Regions from separate parts of the Sus scrofa genome. Here region 1 is linked to region 2. The links are chromatin contacts, called in public HiChIP or PLAC-seq maps. All regions are on one chromosome and are shown on one strand. Each heading gives the region's core, a stretch centred on a gene start, on an enhancer-like site or on the middle of the called end of the contact. The rest is flanking DNA. Distances are from core to core; before and after follow the strand shown.

The links. HiChIP or PLAC-seq counts read pairs in DNA pulled down with a chosen protein or histone mark.
Region 1: a contact with region 2 is called in an H3K27ac HiChIP or PLAC-seq map of alveolar macrophages. The contact joins two enhancer-like sites. A contact is called at or near these places in 1 of 47 Hi-C or Micro-C datasets (embryonic fibroblasts) and 2 of 2 datasets of contacts at active chromatin or transcription factors (alveolar macrophages and skeletal muscle).

Annotation. Positions count from the first base shown.
Region 1 is chr13:115,970,223-115,973,845 of Sscrofa11.1, reverse strand. All of the region lies in intron 2 of LOC106505748 (a long non-coding RNA gene), which reads right to left. Among named protein-coding and RNA genes, the nearest start is that of TBL1XR1, 480 kb to the right of the region's middle. Within about 2 kb of position 1,260, at least 1 of the 83 cell types and tissues checked has an H3K27ac peak or open chromatin away from gene starts, as enhancers often do. A contact at or near this core is called in alveolar macrophages, where this site is marked.
Region 2 is chr13:115,495,863-115,499,452 of Sscrofa11.1, reverse strand. The region is part of intron 1 of LOC106505748 (a long non-coding RNA gene); the gene reads right to left. Among named protein-coding and RNA genes, the nearest start is that of TBL1XR1, 9.4 kb to the right of the region's middle. Within about 2 kb of position 1,767, at least 19 of the 83 cell types and tissues checked have an H3K27ac peak or open chromatin away from gene starts, as enhancers often do. A contact at or near this core is called in alveolar macrophages, where this site is marked.

The DNA of each region.
Region 1 (3,623 bases), core at 11-2,510, 470 kb before region 2:
TGATAATGTGAAAGATCACATACATGTGTGTGTGACTGGGTCACCTTGCTGTACAGTAGAAAATGGACAGAACACTGTAAACCAGCTATAATGGAAAAATTAAAAATCATAAAAAAACATTAAAAATATATGAAAATAATGTAATATTTTAAAACTATCTGGCCTCCATAACATTTTCCCCCTTATTTTTACCACGTTCTCTTTGATTCCTTCTTCATTTGGTAAGGGCTCAATCTGTCTTTCAGCATAGTTAATTTTTTTAAATGTGTTCATTATTTACAGGTTAGAAAAGTTTTAGCTTCCTACTCCATTATTGGTAACATATAAGTCTGAAGAATTTTTTTCTCAAATTTATAAAAATCTCTTATCAAGTTTCATATCTGAGCTGAACAATTTCAGAACAGTTCAAGGTTTTGTGTGTGTGTGTGTGTGTGTGTGTGTGTTGTGACTAATATTAAATCCTTTAGCTGGCGACACCCATTAACCAGTTTGCCACTGATGTTTCATCACAGTGCAAGATCATGAATTTTAGGTTATTTTATCTGATAGGAGAGAATTTGCATTTTGACTAGGCCCTGACAAGAATCAGATCCTCTTTTTCCAATCTTACACATCTCAGAATTAAAAGGTCATTTTCACATACTAGGTTCTGGCTCTGTATATTTCAAAGCTTTTCTCCTCCACATTTTCCCCAGTGCCAGGCGTCAAAAGACAGATTTACACTTGGTGTCACTGACTGATGAGCTGGCCCTAGTAGGTTGAGGGAGAATTCCTGGGACTATTAGTAGTAACTTAACTATATGTTAACTTGATGTGAACCACACAGTATATTCCCTTAAACCCTAACTTTAGTTCCCTAAGTGGATACTTAAATGCTATTCACAACAGCAGGGGAATTGAGAGTGAAGGAGGGTCTGAATAGAAAGATTGCAGTGGTCTCAAATGATTGCACTTAAATATTGTGTTTTATTTACTGAATGGTTGCTTTCTGCCAAAACCCACACATTGAAAGCCTAATCCCCAGTGTGATGGTATTTGGAGATGGGTCCTTTGGGAAGTAATTAGGGGTAGATCAGGTCATGGTGGGGGGTGGTGGTGAGGGGAACCCTCCTGATAAGACTAATGCTTTTATATGAAAGGGTCTCTCTCTCTCCTTCTCTTCTCCAACCCCCAACCTTGTGAGGCAACAGGGAGAGAAAACGCTGTCCGTAAACCAGGAAGAAGATGCAACCTGACCATGCTGTCATGCTGACATCAGACTTCCAGGTTTCAAAACTGTGAGAAATACATTTCTGTTGTTTAAGCCACCCAGTCTATAGAACTGTGTTAAAGCAGCCAGAATAGACTAAGTCAAATATCTTACATGTGAGAGTTTTACAGATTACATAACCAAGGGAAGGCACTGCTAGTAAATCCTGGGGCTTGGGAAAGGTCTAGAAGGTAAGGGACTTGGAACTGAAGGCTAATTGGCTTACTGGTGTTTCTGCCTTGGCATTAGAATTTCCTCAGGAAATTTCCTCTAGGTTCTGCCCCTTTATACAGATTTGCCCTCCTTGCCACTTAACCCCTTTCTGCAACTCAGCAAGGACCAGCTAACTAATACAGCATCTTTTTCCCAGGCTTTATTCTTCTAAACCTTCTGCCTTCTTTCTCTGAGCTACTCCCTTAACTGGCACCTTCCTGACTCACTCACTGCTTCTCTCTCTCTTGCTCATCCTCCCATCTCCCCCTTGTCCTCCCAACAAGAAGATGCTTTCCCACGTTCTGCCCAACTCCTTTCTTCTATGGAAATCTTCCTTGGAAATCTCATTCATTCACACATTTATGTCATCAGCTCAGTGTCTATGTTTGCTCCAGTCTCCTTTCTCTAGAGAAAATATTTCTCTCTAGAGCCAGTTTCATTGCCTGCTAATGTACCATCAACACCTCAGTTCAATGTCTTTTCCCCACACTGGCTCTACTTTCTTGGCTACAAGTTGTCTATTAATGCTGAGAAATCACTGTTGACTCCTGTTTTCCCCTTGACCACCATATTTCTTTTACCCATTTCCTTGTCAACTATCCTACTTCTAACCTTAGCATCTTTTTTTTTTTTTTTTTTTTTTTTTTTGTCTTTTGACTCTTCAGGGCCACACCCACGGCACATGAAGATTCGCAGGCTAGGGGTCTAATCGGAGCTACAGCTGCTGGCCCACGCCAGAGCCACAGCAAAGCCAGATCTGAGCCAAGTCTGCGACCTACACCACAGCTCACAGCAACGCCAAATCCTTAACCCACTGAGCAAGGCCAGGGATCGAACCTGCAACCTCATAGTTCCTAGTTGGATTCATTTCCTTTGTGCTATGAAAGGATCGCTAAAGGATAGTAAAAATCCCTCAACTGCTCCAGAGGATTCTACAACTTTTCCCCTCCTTTCTACAGGATGGTTCTTACTTCTCCTCAGAACTGCCATATGCTTTTCATGTTTCTGATAGAATTTTATATTTCATCCTGTATTTATGTGGCATTAACTAACACATAAAATACATATAATGTGCTAAGCATTTTGCACTATCTTATTTAATTCTCATACCTGCTCTGTTATTAGCTATTATTAACATGATTTTTATTTGTATTTTAAATGGAGAACCTAAGCCTTAGAAAAATGAGTAACTTGTGGATAAGCAATGATATCCTGCTGTATAGCACAGGGAACTATATCTAATCACCTATGATGGAACATGATAGAAGATAATGTGAGAAAAAGAATGTACATGTATATGTATGACTGGGTCACTTAGCTGTACAGCAGAAATTGATAGAACATTGTAAATCGACTATGCTAGAAAAATCTTACAAAAATAAAAAAAAAATAGTTAAGCCAACCCCCCTCAGAAAAAAAAACAAAAACAAAAAAAAAAAGAAAGAAGAAAAATGAGTAACTGCCTCAAGGTCACACAGAAAGTGGCACAGTCAGAATTTGGATGCAGCTTTCTGACTACAAATAACTGTGAGCTTAATCACCAAAACTAACAATACATAATTTCTACCATTTATTATGTACTTATCATGTGCTCTATAAACTTCACATTACCCTATGAGGATATACTATCATCATCCTCTTTTTATGAAGAAGAAAACTTAAGCCCCCAAACTTTATGTCATCCCCTAAGGTGTCCTAGCTGGTAATGGCAGAGCTACTACTAAAGATGGGCCATTTGGATTCAGAGCTCATACTGCTAATCATGTCACCAGACTGCTTCCCTCTCCACTCTGCTGACTTCATCTTTCTTGCCCAGGCCTTTCAACCATACAGTAGCCCCCCTGAAGGCAAGGGGTACTTCTTATTCATTTTTTCCATAACAAAGGTAATTTTTATTTTGAAATTATTTCAGATTACCAAAAAAGTTGCCAACAGTACAAAAATTGTTATTTCCAGAAACTTTTTAGACTAAGTTATTGCCAACATGCTGTCATGTGAGCCCTGAACAATTTAGTGTGTAAACTGTTGTAATTTCCTCCAGACAAGGGTATTCTTCTACATGACAACAATAAAACCATCAAGATGAAGAACTTAACACTGATATACTGACACATCATTGATATATCATTATCATCTAATATCAAAACCCATTCAATTTCTA
Region 2 (3,590 bases), core at 518-3,017:
AGACAATGCCTTTGTGTTAGTTAAGAATAACTTTAGTAGGAGCTCCCTTGTGGTGCAGCAGGTTAAGGATATGGCACTGTCACTGCAGTGGCTCCAGTTGCTGCTGTGGCATGGGTTCAATCCCTGGCCCAGGAATTAGCATAGCCAAAAAAAAGAGAGTAATTTTAATAAATAGCAGTTCAAGTTCAAAGTGGGAAGAGAAGATTTTTATGTCTAGCTATGAGACAGATAATTTGGGTCAGATGGTAGGACAATGAGCTACCCTTCTAATAACAAAATATATAAAGCTGCTTGTCTTTATAGCTGAGCCTCCTTATTGCATAGCTGGGCTTTTAAAAAAAGACATTATGGCTAAGAGTCAAGTTTACTTAAAGGTACAGTTTCTTCCTGCTGAAGGCAGGCTCTTCTCAAAGACACTGAGACATTCCATTTTTGGGTACCAAAGAGGAAAATGTTGCTACTCTATTTTTCCCTGAAATAGGATAATAGTGGGTATCATTGCTTTGCAATATTGACTTGGGCATCAGTTCCTAAATGGAATGTGGCATGAAACATAATTCTTGTGGAGATGCCCATGAGCACAGCTGTGCATGGCATACAAATCCCCAGAGCAAAACTTTGGGTTGCCATAAAGAGTCCTGAAGTACCTCAGTGGAATATACATCAGATTTGACGAACTTCACCAGAGTAAGAAGAGAACTTTGTGTCCCTTTCCTCACCATAGTGCCTCTCCAGGGTGAGACCCAGGTAAAATGGAGAGATTTACTGATGGTTTCTTTAGTTGGCAAACTATAACCTGCAGACCAGATCCAGCAGCAGCCTGGAGCTAGGATTGGTTTTACCTTTTTAAAGTGCTGGAAAGGGAGATAAAAAATGCAAGAATGTGGCCCCCCAAAGACTAAAATAGTTACTATCTAGCCCTTTACAATACAAATTTGCCCCCAGCTTCAAGCCCTGCAGGTCCTTCTCTCTGCCTTCACTCCTCTCTGACTCTTCAGTAGAAGGAAGTCCAGCCTAGCCCTCTGCTCCAGGTATATTTACTCAATAAAGCTTATCTTCCTACCCAAAGGCAAACCCACTGACCTGGCTGCCTTTTCCCTGCTGAAGGGAGGACTGCAGTCTGCTTCTTCCTTTCCTTTCCTCCTGCTCCCTTCCCCTGCCTTCCACCTGTGCTAAGGCATGGAGCTACCCCTCCTCAGAATGGGGGTGCCCCAGTTATTGATGCCTGGGGACAAGGATTTCTGCCAGCCAGGAGCTTCTGGACACGGAGGGTGTCATGCTTCCCCTACACAAGCAGCGGAGAGGTCTGCTCCTGGAAACCTCCTTGGGTTATAGACACCTGTGGTCCTAAGAGAGGCTTCCCAGGACCTCCAGGTGAGGCTTGGGACCCGTAATGCTCTCTGGCTGCAGCCCCCCTTCCCCATCCCTGCCAGGCTTAGATCTGTTTGCTTGGAGTGGTGGTTAAGGGCATGAACTCATTTGCCCGGATGAAAGTCCAGCTCTGACATTTACTAGCTAGGGAACCTCAAGCAAGTCACTTAAACAGCCTGCGATTCGGTTTCCTCATCTGTGGACAGGGGATAATAATAGTTCCTCATTCATCTGGATGTGGTGAGGATTAAATGAGTTAATCTGCGTAAAATGGTTTTGAACAAGGCCTAACACATGGTAAGTACTCAATAAAATGCTCGCTCTTACTACTATTTGATGTTCTGAGGTTAAGCTGTGTCATGGGCTGGTCTTGGCCCGGGTCTTCACTTCCTCCTGCTATTGCTCAAAGTGACTTCTGCCCTCAAAGTTAGTCAGGCTGCCCCTGGCAGGGAGGCTAGAGTGTGAAACAGGTGAAATGTGTTTAAGAGGCTTCCCATCTCCCTTATTCTTTATGTCATTTATTTTACAGAATAATAATGACTAAAAATAGGTTGCTTTTGCATGGAGGCTTGGTCTGCTTTCACAAACATTATTTAATTAGATGCATGTGACAGCCCTGTGAAATAGGCCAGGCACCACTGATGGATGTTGACCAAGTGAAGGAGATGGGCTGTGAGGCTGCCAGTTAGCAGGATGATCTGGTGTGGCCATGCAGAAGTGGTTGATAAATATTTTGAATACTCACCCTGGAGCAATGTGGTTAATGTGCTCCCTATTTTAGCAATAAGGAAGCTGAGTTTCTGAGCAAGTTGAGCCTTTTCTAAGATTACATATAACACGAGTAGAGCTGTATCTGGAACCCAGTTCATCTGGCCTCTTAACTAGCCGTGTGGCTGTGCTGCCTATCACTAAATGTGTATGATACCAGGTTTGTTGTATTTGATTCTTTTATAACCTGGGTACTGGCATGCATAGCCTTCCCTTTGTGTTGCTCAAGGAAGATCACAACATCAGAAGCCGTAGAAGCGGTGGAGCTCCTGTGCCCCAGGATGAGGTCTCTGAGTCTTTACAAAGTACAGTGACTCTCAAGATTGTGGAAAGGAAGTGAGTGAGCACAAGGTGCTCAGTGACTTCCCTTCTCTTTTTGGAGGGGCCTTGCCGAAGGACACACAGTTTCTCTTACCCTTTGCCCCTGGATGAGCAGTTTCCCCTGTGGGAAAGGGCTGCGATTGTTCAGTTCTGTTTGTGGCTGGGTGGGCTCAGTTTAGGGGAAAGGAACTATTAGGATGCCCATTTAGTTGTATATCTAACCGTTGCTCTCCAAAAAAAAGTAAAAAATAAAAGAGCAAGGACTAAAAACATTTTATCAAATTTGAATACAGTTTACCAAATACATCCCACAGAATGCTAACTTTGCAAGATTTTGAAAAGTATGCTTTTATAAAAGGGATTCAACAGGTTGATAAGATTTGCATGCTACAAGGTCTCTCAGTCTTTAATATGATAACAAATATTGCAAATCTCTAGAAAGTGTGAAGTTTCCCAAACGTCTTTGATATTGAACATTTTACTCCCCAAAACACAGACTCTGTGCTCATAATGAGTGGAACACAGTTTGAGAAACCTTGCCAATAAGGGTATTTGGTGTATTCTTCTCATAAAGTGAAGCCTGCTCATTTTCTAGTGGCTATAATGTGTGTGTGTGTATATGTGTTTGGTCTGAACTACAGAGCCAACCACGGACATGAGAATGTGCACAATTAATTTCTATAAGAATTGCAGTCCCATCAGAGAAGAAAAAAATAAAAGCAATTCAGAATAAAATGAAGTAGTTTATAAATGGATTAAATCTAGCTATGTGTGTCAGCAAATCTAGCTGTAGGGGTACAAATACATATCACTTGAAAGAAGTAGGTGCAGCCAGAATGTGTGAATAGGAACTGTGGCAGCAAGAATACCATCCATTTGAAGGTAAGAATTTGGGGTTCCCATTGGTTGGCATTAACGGGGGGGGGGTGTTAGTATTTCTTCTCAGCTGTGAGAAGTACTGCCCTGATGTCTCCATCTCCAGCCAGAACCTCTCAGGACGATTAGCAACTGATCCCAATTCATCTAGGCCAGTAGATTGTTTATTTAAAGCATGTTTCTTTTAGCCTCAGTAAAGCATAAAGAGATAAATAAGTATTTCAATACTTACTAGAAGCTCTTCCAAAGTAAAC